Regions from separate parts of the Rattus norvegicus genome. Here region 2 is linked to region 1. Evidence: chromatin contacts called from public Hi-C data. All regions are on one chromosome and are shown on one strand. Each heading gives the region's core, a stretch centred on a gene start, on an enhancer-like site or on the middle of the called end of the contact. The rest is flanking DNA. Distances are from core to core; before and after follow the strand shown.

The links. A called contact is a pair of places that touch in the nucleus more often than the background predicts.
Region 2: a contact with region 1 is called in a Hi-C map of the A7r5 cell line, with 1.7 times the contacts expected there. The contact joins the enhancer-like site here to the promoter of Armcx3 in region 1. A contact is called at or near these places in 4 of 12 Hi-C or Micro-C datasets (the A7r5 cell line, the Rat2 cell line, mammary epithelial cells and 1 more).

Annotation. Positions count from the first base shown.
Region 1 is chrX:102,228,688-102,232,019 of GRCr8, reverse strand. Armcx3 (armadillo repeat containing, X-linked 3) reads right to left here and starts at 1,556. Exons shown (of 5, transcript NM_001014273.1): 1 at 1,473-1,556; 2 at 859-937; 3 at 347-407; 4 at 1-33. It also overlaps a transcript of Armcx6 not described here.
Region 2 is chrX:102,313,610-102,317,172 of GRCr8, reverse strand. No RefSeq gene overlaps it. Among named protein-coding and RNA genes, the nearest start is that of Armcx2, 37 kb to the right of the region's middle. Within about 2 kb of position 1,487, at least 6 of the 93 cell types and tissues checked have an H3K27ac peak or open chromatin away from gene starts, as enhancers often do. A contact at or near this core is called in the A7r5 cell line, where this site is marked.

The DNA.
Region 1 (3,332 bases), core at 307-2,806:
GTGACTTATGCCACACCCAGCAATCTTTCTGATCTGCAGAGATACCAGCAGCAGTGAAGAAAAACAAACAAACAAAAAAAAAACAAAAAACAAAAAAAAAAAAAACGAGGCTTTGACGCATCCAGTGTATATTTGATGCTTTCCTAATTTACCATCCAGGTTGTCAGATTTTGGTTAAACCTCACTGTGCCATCCAAAACACAAACATGCTATGCCCCCTCCCTAGTCTGAAATGGGTGGACGCAAGGACGCAAGGAAACAAAGTAGGATTGAGTGAGCCTGGCCAAACCCAAGCTGATTTCTAACCCCTCCCCCATTCCAGGCTGCCCCCCACGCCCACACCGACCTCCACTGCGCCGGGGAAAGTTCCTCCCTTGCTTCAAGCAGTGCCACCTGCTACAGCAGACCTGCAGGGTGACAGATGGAAAACAAGGGCACTAAGTGCTGTTGAGAGAGAAGGATTATGAAGAAACTATCTGATAGGTTTTCCTTCTGTCACCCTGCCCCCCGCCCCCACCCCCAGGAGCACACTCATACACCCAGAGACAGAGAGAGACAGGGAGCAGGGAGGGAGGCAGGCAGGGAGGGAGGGAGGGAGGGAGGGAGGGAGAGGGAGAGGGAGAGGGAGAGGGAGAGGGAGAGGGAGAGGGAGAGGGAGAGGGAGAGGGAGAGGGAGAGGGAGAGAGAGAGAGAGAGAGAGAGAGAGAGAGAGAGAGAGAGAGAGAGAGAACGCCATTTCTCCACAGTTCGGGGAGTGTGAGAAACACATTTAGACTCAAGTCTAAACCTAGATTACCTTTTCTGGTATTCCCCCCTTTTCTAGCCCCCGCTGCTCCTAGGGTCCCCAGATGGTCTTACCCTCAACTCGACCTTCACCGATCTGGTTAATTTCCTTCCTCTTCTCTTGCCTGGCGTTGTACCGCAACCTACGGAAAGACTGGCCACCCGGGAGAGGCTTGGACCCACTAGCCACAGAGCCATGGTAAGGAAGACACAGCCACAGGCAGAAAGACGGGAAACAGCCGCTACTGAGTGCTTAGTGGACGGACCAGTCCCCAGAGAACGAAACTCTTTCCTAATTCGGAGGCCTGGTTGTTAAAGCTTTCCCGCCCGAGAGCTAGGTCAGGGTTCGGCTGACACATCACATTGTACCCCACCATGCAGGACCCCATGTCCAGTTTTCCCCCTCTGGCACAGTCCTGACGGACCAGGGGCCAACACCCAGGCCACAGCTCCCTTTCCGGATTGCCGGCCTCAGCTCACAGCAGATTCCCATCTCTGGATTTCTGGATGCCTGCCCTAACACCCCTCTACTCACTGTTTTGCAGCATCGAAATGGGCTGCAGGCGGGACGTATATCTTGGAAAGAGGGCAGCAAGTGAGAGAGACGACGGCGGCGGCTCCGGACCTGCGACGGCCTCCGCCCTCTACCCTCCACCACCCCCACTTTATGGAATATCCCAGGCACTGACCTGCAGGGATCCGGGACAATTCCTTTTCCGCCTCCTTCTTTCCTCGGCCGCAGGCCCGCCCGCCCTCAGGGTAATAGGGAGCTGGTACTCAGACGGGAACAACGACCTGGACAAGAAGGACTTCTGCACACGTCAGCTCTTGGTCACGTGAGAGCGACGTAATCCACCAACTCGGATCCCCACTTTCCCCTCCCACCAGCAGTGCGGCAGAAGAGGACCCGCCCCCCTCTTTTCCCTCCCCCATACTAGGCCTTGTTACTCTTTCTTCTTTGCGGTTAATTCCATCTTCCTCTAGTCGTGCTTCCCTTCCTCCAATTACCAAAACAGGACAGCATCCTCCCCTGGGGCTATGGGTCACTTGTACTTTTTTTTAATTGACTCCTTCTTCCCTAGACTCTTGGGATAGCAGCTTCTCCCTCTACCTCCCCTCCTCCCAGCTATGAATTTCTACCATTCCCTCTGAAATATAGTCCTAAACCTGAAATGAGTAAGTCAGCACAAAAGTAAACCTGGAAGGAGAGTGTATCGTTTTTCTTTTGTAATACTTTTGTTGTCGTTGTTGTTATTTTTGCCTTGGCTTACCCTACTCACAGCTTGCATTTCTGAAGAAGACAATACAATAACGATATTTCCATCCGGGGAAATATCTCTAAAAAGTCCCACGTTTCTCACTTGTTGGAAAGTGTTATCCACTTTCCTTATAGGAATGTTAATGTCTTCTGGGGCCTATCCCATAACACCGCTGAATGAACATAGCACCTCCTGAATGAACTAATCAGCCAGCCAAGAGTATGTAACCCTTCTGACTAAGCCACAAGCACTGAAAGGCACAAGTTAACCAGGAGAAGACTTGGGCTTTCCAAAGCCAATAACAGAAAAGATTCAGGGGTACACATGCTGATACACGAGTGATATGCCAAGACCAGTATGAAAAATACTGGGGTACAGATAGAGACCAGCATCTGCAAGTGAAATAGTATTACAGGGGTGCAAAGACCAAGGCAAACCTGACTGAACTTGGCATCTAGCAATTAGTTGGAAACCATCTCACCCATTACCTTGATGAGCACAAGAATTCACTTGCAATTCTAACTTTCGAAAATAGAAAAAGGAATAAAGTAACTACATTCTCTCCGTGTTTAAGTTAGCCGCCTTTGCTTTCCGACACTGGCATAAGGTTAACTTAACACATAGTACAAGAACAAATAACGTAATACAAAGTGTAAAGCAGCTTTCCAAAACGTGAGCTCTTCGGTGAGAAATTTCCTCTCAGTTTCGATCAAGGTTGGTATCCGAGTGGAACTTTCAAAATCCCAGGAAAAACATGGGAGCACATCAATAGTTCCGAGAGTCGAGGAGTTAGCTAATCTCCAGGAAATTTTATGTCAGTATAGCTTCTAAAAAGCAGAATTGAAACATGATTTTGAACTTAGTAAAATAAATGGAACCGAATCGACTATCTGTCTCTGTATTTCCAGAACAGGTACAACAAATACTTATTCACAATCAACATAGGGCATGAGAGGAAAGAGGTGATAGTTCTGACCCAAGCACTGGCTAGAAGAGAGGAGATTCTGGCTAAGAACATTTCATCCTTAGCAAATTCATCCCTGTAATGTATGAGAACACTTCAGACTTCCTCAGCTAAAAGTCACTTCTTAAGATAAACTAATGTCTTTGTTCTGAGTCTAGGTTCATGAAGCAATCTTTGGAAGTTGTGACTTCCCAAGCAGTGGCTGGTCTGCAAGAAGAGAATGGACAGGTAAGACAGGCAAAAACCCCTTCTACTCCGTGACACTTGTATTTCTCAAGGAAAGTTATTCAGTTGTTACTCCTGTTGAAACATAACATTCACTGTAG
Region 2 (3,563 bases), core at 238-2,737, 85 kb before region 1:
TTGACCAATCATGTGTAACCTCGCGAATGCCCCTTACCTCCCCTATATAAACCCCCGAGTTTGGAAGCTCGGGGTCGATTCCTCTGTCTCCTGTGTGAGATACGTGTTGACCCGGGATCCCGCTAAGACCTGGGATCTCGTTAATAAAGCTACCTCGTGCTTATACATCAAGAATGGCTCCTCGTGATTCCTGGGGGTACCCCACCCTACGATCGGAGCGAGAGACGCGGCTCCCCGTTTAGGGATACGCTCTTTCAGTATCACTGTCTATATCTTCAATTCCCCCTCCTCTGTGTTTCACAAAGGACACTCCCCCTACCTGAAAGCCTTAAAAGTTGTAACGTTCACTCCAATAAACGAGACCTTGACAACAGAATCTTGCTTGGTCTCCTTCTCTCGCCCCCCATTTAGGCCCAAGGGTAGCGCCCCTTTGGGACCCTGAATAACTGGGTCCCCGCCTGGCGGGGACAGGATATTGCCTGGAGACACCACATAATTTAATAATTTCTAAAACCTTTATCTTTTGTTCTTTTGGTTTTGTTTGTTTTGTTTTGTTTTCCAGAGTTCCCAGTGAGTCTCCTCTTGTACAGGGAATAGTTGTCTGACATTTTCATAGTGCAGTAAGCCACAGCTGTGTGACTTTTAGAGACCTCTGTCACATCTAAGTCAACAGATACCTTCTATATAATCACTACATTCCAACTGTATTTGCATGGGACTGTATGAGAAACACTGTTTAACATGTTCTCCCTACATTGTCTTAGGTTATACTCACAGAAACCCACTGAGGTATAAATTGCCATAATCAACAACTATTTCATTGATTTTTCTAAAAGGTTACCTGACAGCACACAGCCTACTGAGAACAGAGCAAGACGTCCAGCTGCAGAGTCTACACGCTGAGTCACTTCCTGTTTGCTGTCATTAGGGGTTTAACTATCAGAAGAGCAGAAACTAACACAAAAGCCTGAGGCATGTTTGTGGAACAGAAGTGTACTAACTCCTTTAACTAGGAAGTAAAGTAACAAAGGAATGTAACAAAGGAATGTCTGGAGCAGATGGCTGGCCATTCAAAGCTCCCCATCCTCATTCTTCCCCACCAGCTACTGGGCTAAGGAGCAAAGTTAGACAACATTTCTTCTGCCAAGTTCACTGCCCAAAGCATTTCACAGTGGTGGTCCCCAAAGTAATATTCCACCCCAAATTATAAGCCAATAGGTATTGAGAATATATAGTTTCTTCAGCTAGTGGTGGGATTTCTTGCCTGTCTTCCCCTCTCTATGGGGCTTTGGCTGACCAGAGCTTGTTCATGCTGTCACAATCGCTATGCACAAACCCTACTGTGTTTAGAAAACACTGTTTCCTTGATGTTCTCAGCATCAATTTTTTGAACCCTTCTTCCACAAAGATCCCTGAACCTTAGAAAGGACAATTGTGATGTGTTTAAGTTAGTGAGGCCTGGCTTGGTTTCACCAGAGGCTCTAAGATGTCTGAAGAGCTGAGTCATTCTGGATAGGGACCTTTGAATGAGGAAGGGAGGGTGGGTAGTGCTTCAAGTCATGCAGTAAGTGATAATTAGCCAGGAATTTACACAATATATGCACGGATTTTTTTTTAACACAGCCGCCTTACTTTTTTAAAATGCTTATGGAAAGGCATGGAGATCTCAAGTAAATAAAAGGAACCACAGGTGATGTCAACAAAAAGCTGGAACCAAAGAACATATAGAATAAAGAAGAGAAAGAAGAACAAGGAAATGAAAAGTGTAAAAGTGGAATGTTAAACAGTAAATGCCTATATTGTTGAATTTTAACATCCAGGCTTACGTTTGTAATGGAAAACAATAGTAAAGTACAATTTGGATAATCGCTAATTTTTAAAGGGAATTTTCCCCAACAATGCACTGCGAACAACTAAGCAAACGCTCTTGCGTTGGAATAGAGCAGGATAAAGGAAGAAGGAAGCATCCTGTGGCAAGTTCATATTGCCATGTATACTTGGCTGCCGTGCTCCATGTCTGCCATTTCTGGGTTTTACAGTAGTTGCCCTCACTGAACGCCTGAGCCCTGTGGCTTCTCAAAAGAACAGACAGTTTTGCCTTTCCCTGTAGGTCCTCTCACAGGGCATAAAATTATGGATATAATGTCCTCAATAGCTTTCAGAAAGTGCCACACTGAAAGCTCCACTAATCAAAATATACTAAGTTTAGGAGCAGCTGTGAAATCACGAGTAAACACACATTTTAAGGACATGAAAAAAAATCGAAGAAGACATTTCCGTGATAGAGACATAAATGAAAATCATTAAAAATGAAAGTAGAATAACTCACACTAATTTATACAGGAAATTGCAAAATTGATTCTGCCAAATCTTCAAAGAATAATTACTATGAATTCTAGAAAGCAATCGAGGAGAAAATACTGATTTCATGAGGTTAGCTTTTTATCCTGATACCAAAATCCTACGTAGACGAGACCAAAATAGGGTGATATTTAAGATTAGCAGTTTCCTTGAATATAAACTCAAACATCATTAGCAAAAACAGTTAAAAAAACAATATAAAACAATATAAAAATATGCAGCATGCCACAGTAGGGCAGTTGTATATATGAATTGGCAGCAATCATCAGACCTATGCAAGGCCACCCCAGGCCAAACCCCAGCATGGACAGTGGAGAGAGCACATAGTCCCATCCCTAACTGTAGAACAATTGGTAGTTAGCTTCTGGGAGAGGAAGAGTCAGCTTGCTCTATGAGTGGAGCCCTCAGGAAGCTCACTATGCTCTAGTGGAAGACCACACACCCACAAATCATTTGGACTGAACAACTTGGTCTTAAAGGTTTTGTTTTTAAAGGGCACAAAGTTGGGAGGAATGGGAGGGAGCAGTGGATCTGGGAGGAGATGGGGTAAGGCAGCTGAATATAATCAAAACCTGTTTAATAAACTTTGTTCTGTGAGAGGACTAATTTAAAAAAAATAGAGAGTATCTGAAGATTCCTTTTCTGAAATCATATTATTTGGTTTTACCTTTGGTCTCTGGACTATCTAATCTGTAGCTCTTGGTCAGCTAAGAAGTGTAGGGAATGGGTTATGTCTCATGGTGTAGGCATTAAGTCAAATGAGTTCTTTGCTGCTCCCACAAGCTTTGTGCCACCATTACCATAGCATATATTGCAGGCAGGACAGCATTGAAGATAAAGGGTTTGGTGTTTACACTTCTCTTTAGATAGCATTCAGAGTACCTTTCTGTATCAAAGATGACTAGTATGTAGGGGTGAAGGTTCTATGTAGTTGGCACCAGTGTGACATCTTGCTTAATGAGCTGTGTAGGTATTGTCTTCTGCAATAGGGTCTTGCTTTCATTTGCAGAGTACCCTGTGGTCTTGGTAATAGCCTGGGTTGTTTGGGGATTCCTATGAGGCTGCTTTAGCCCAAAACTCAATTGGACATAACCCAATCCTGGTACTAGTAGCTTTGTTTTGTGACAAGAGATGGCCAGTTGGGATTCTGTCTCTCCTATTATCTGGTGATTTCATTTAAAATGCCTTGATACATATTGTTT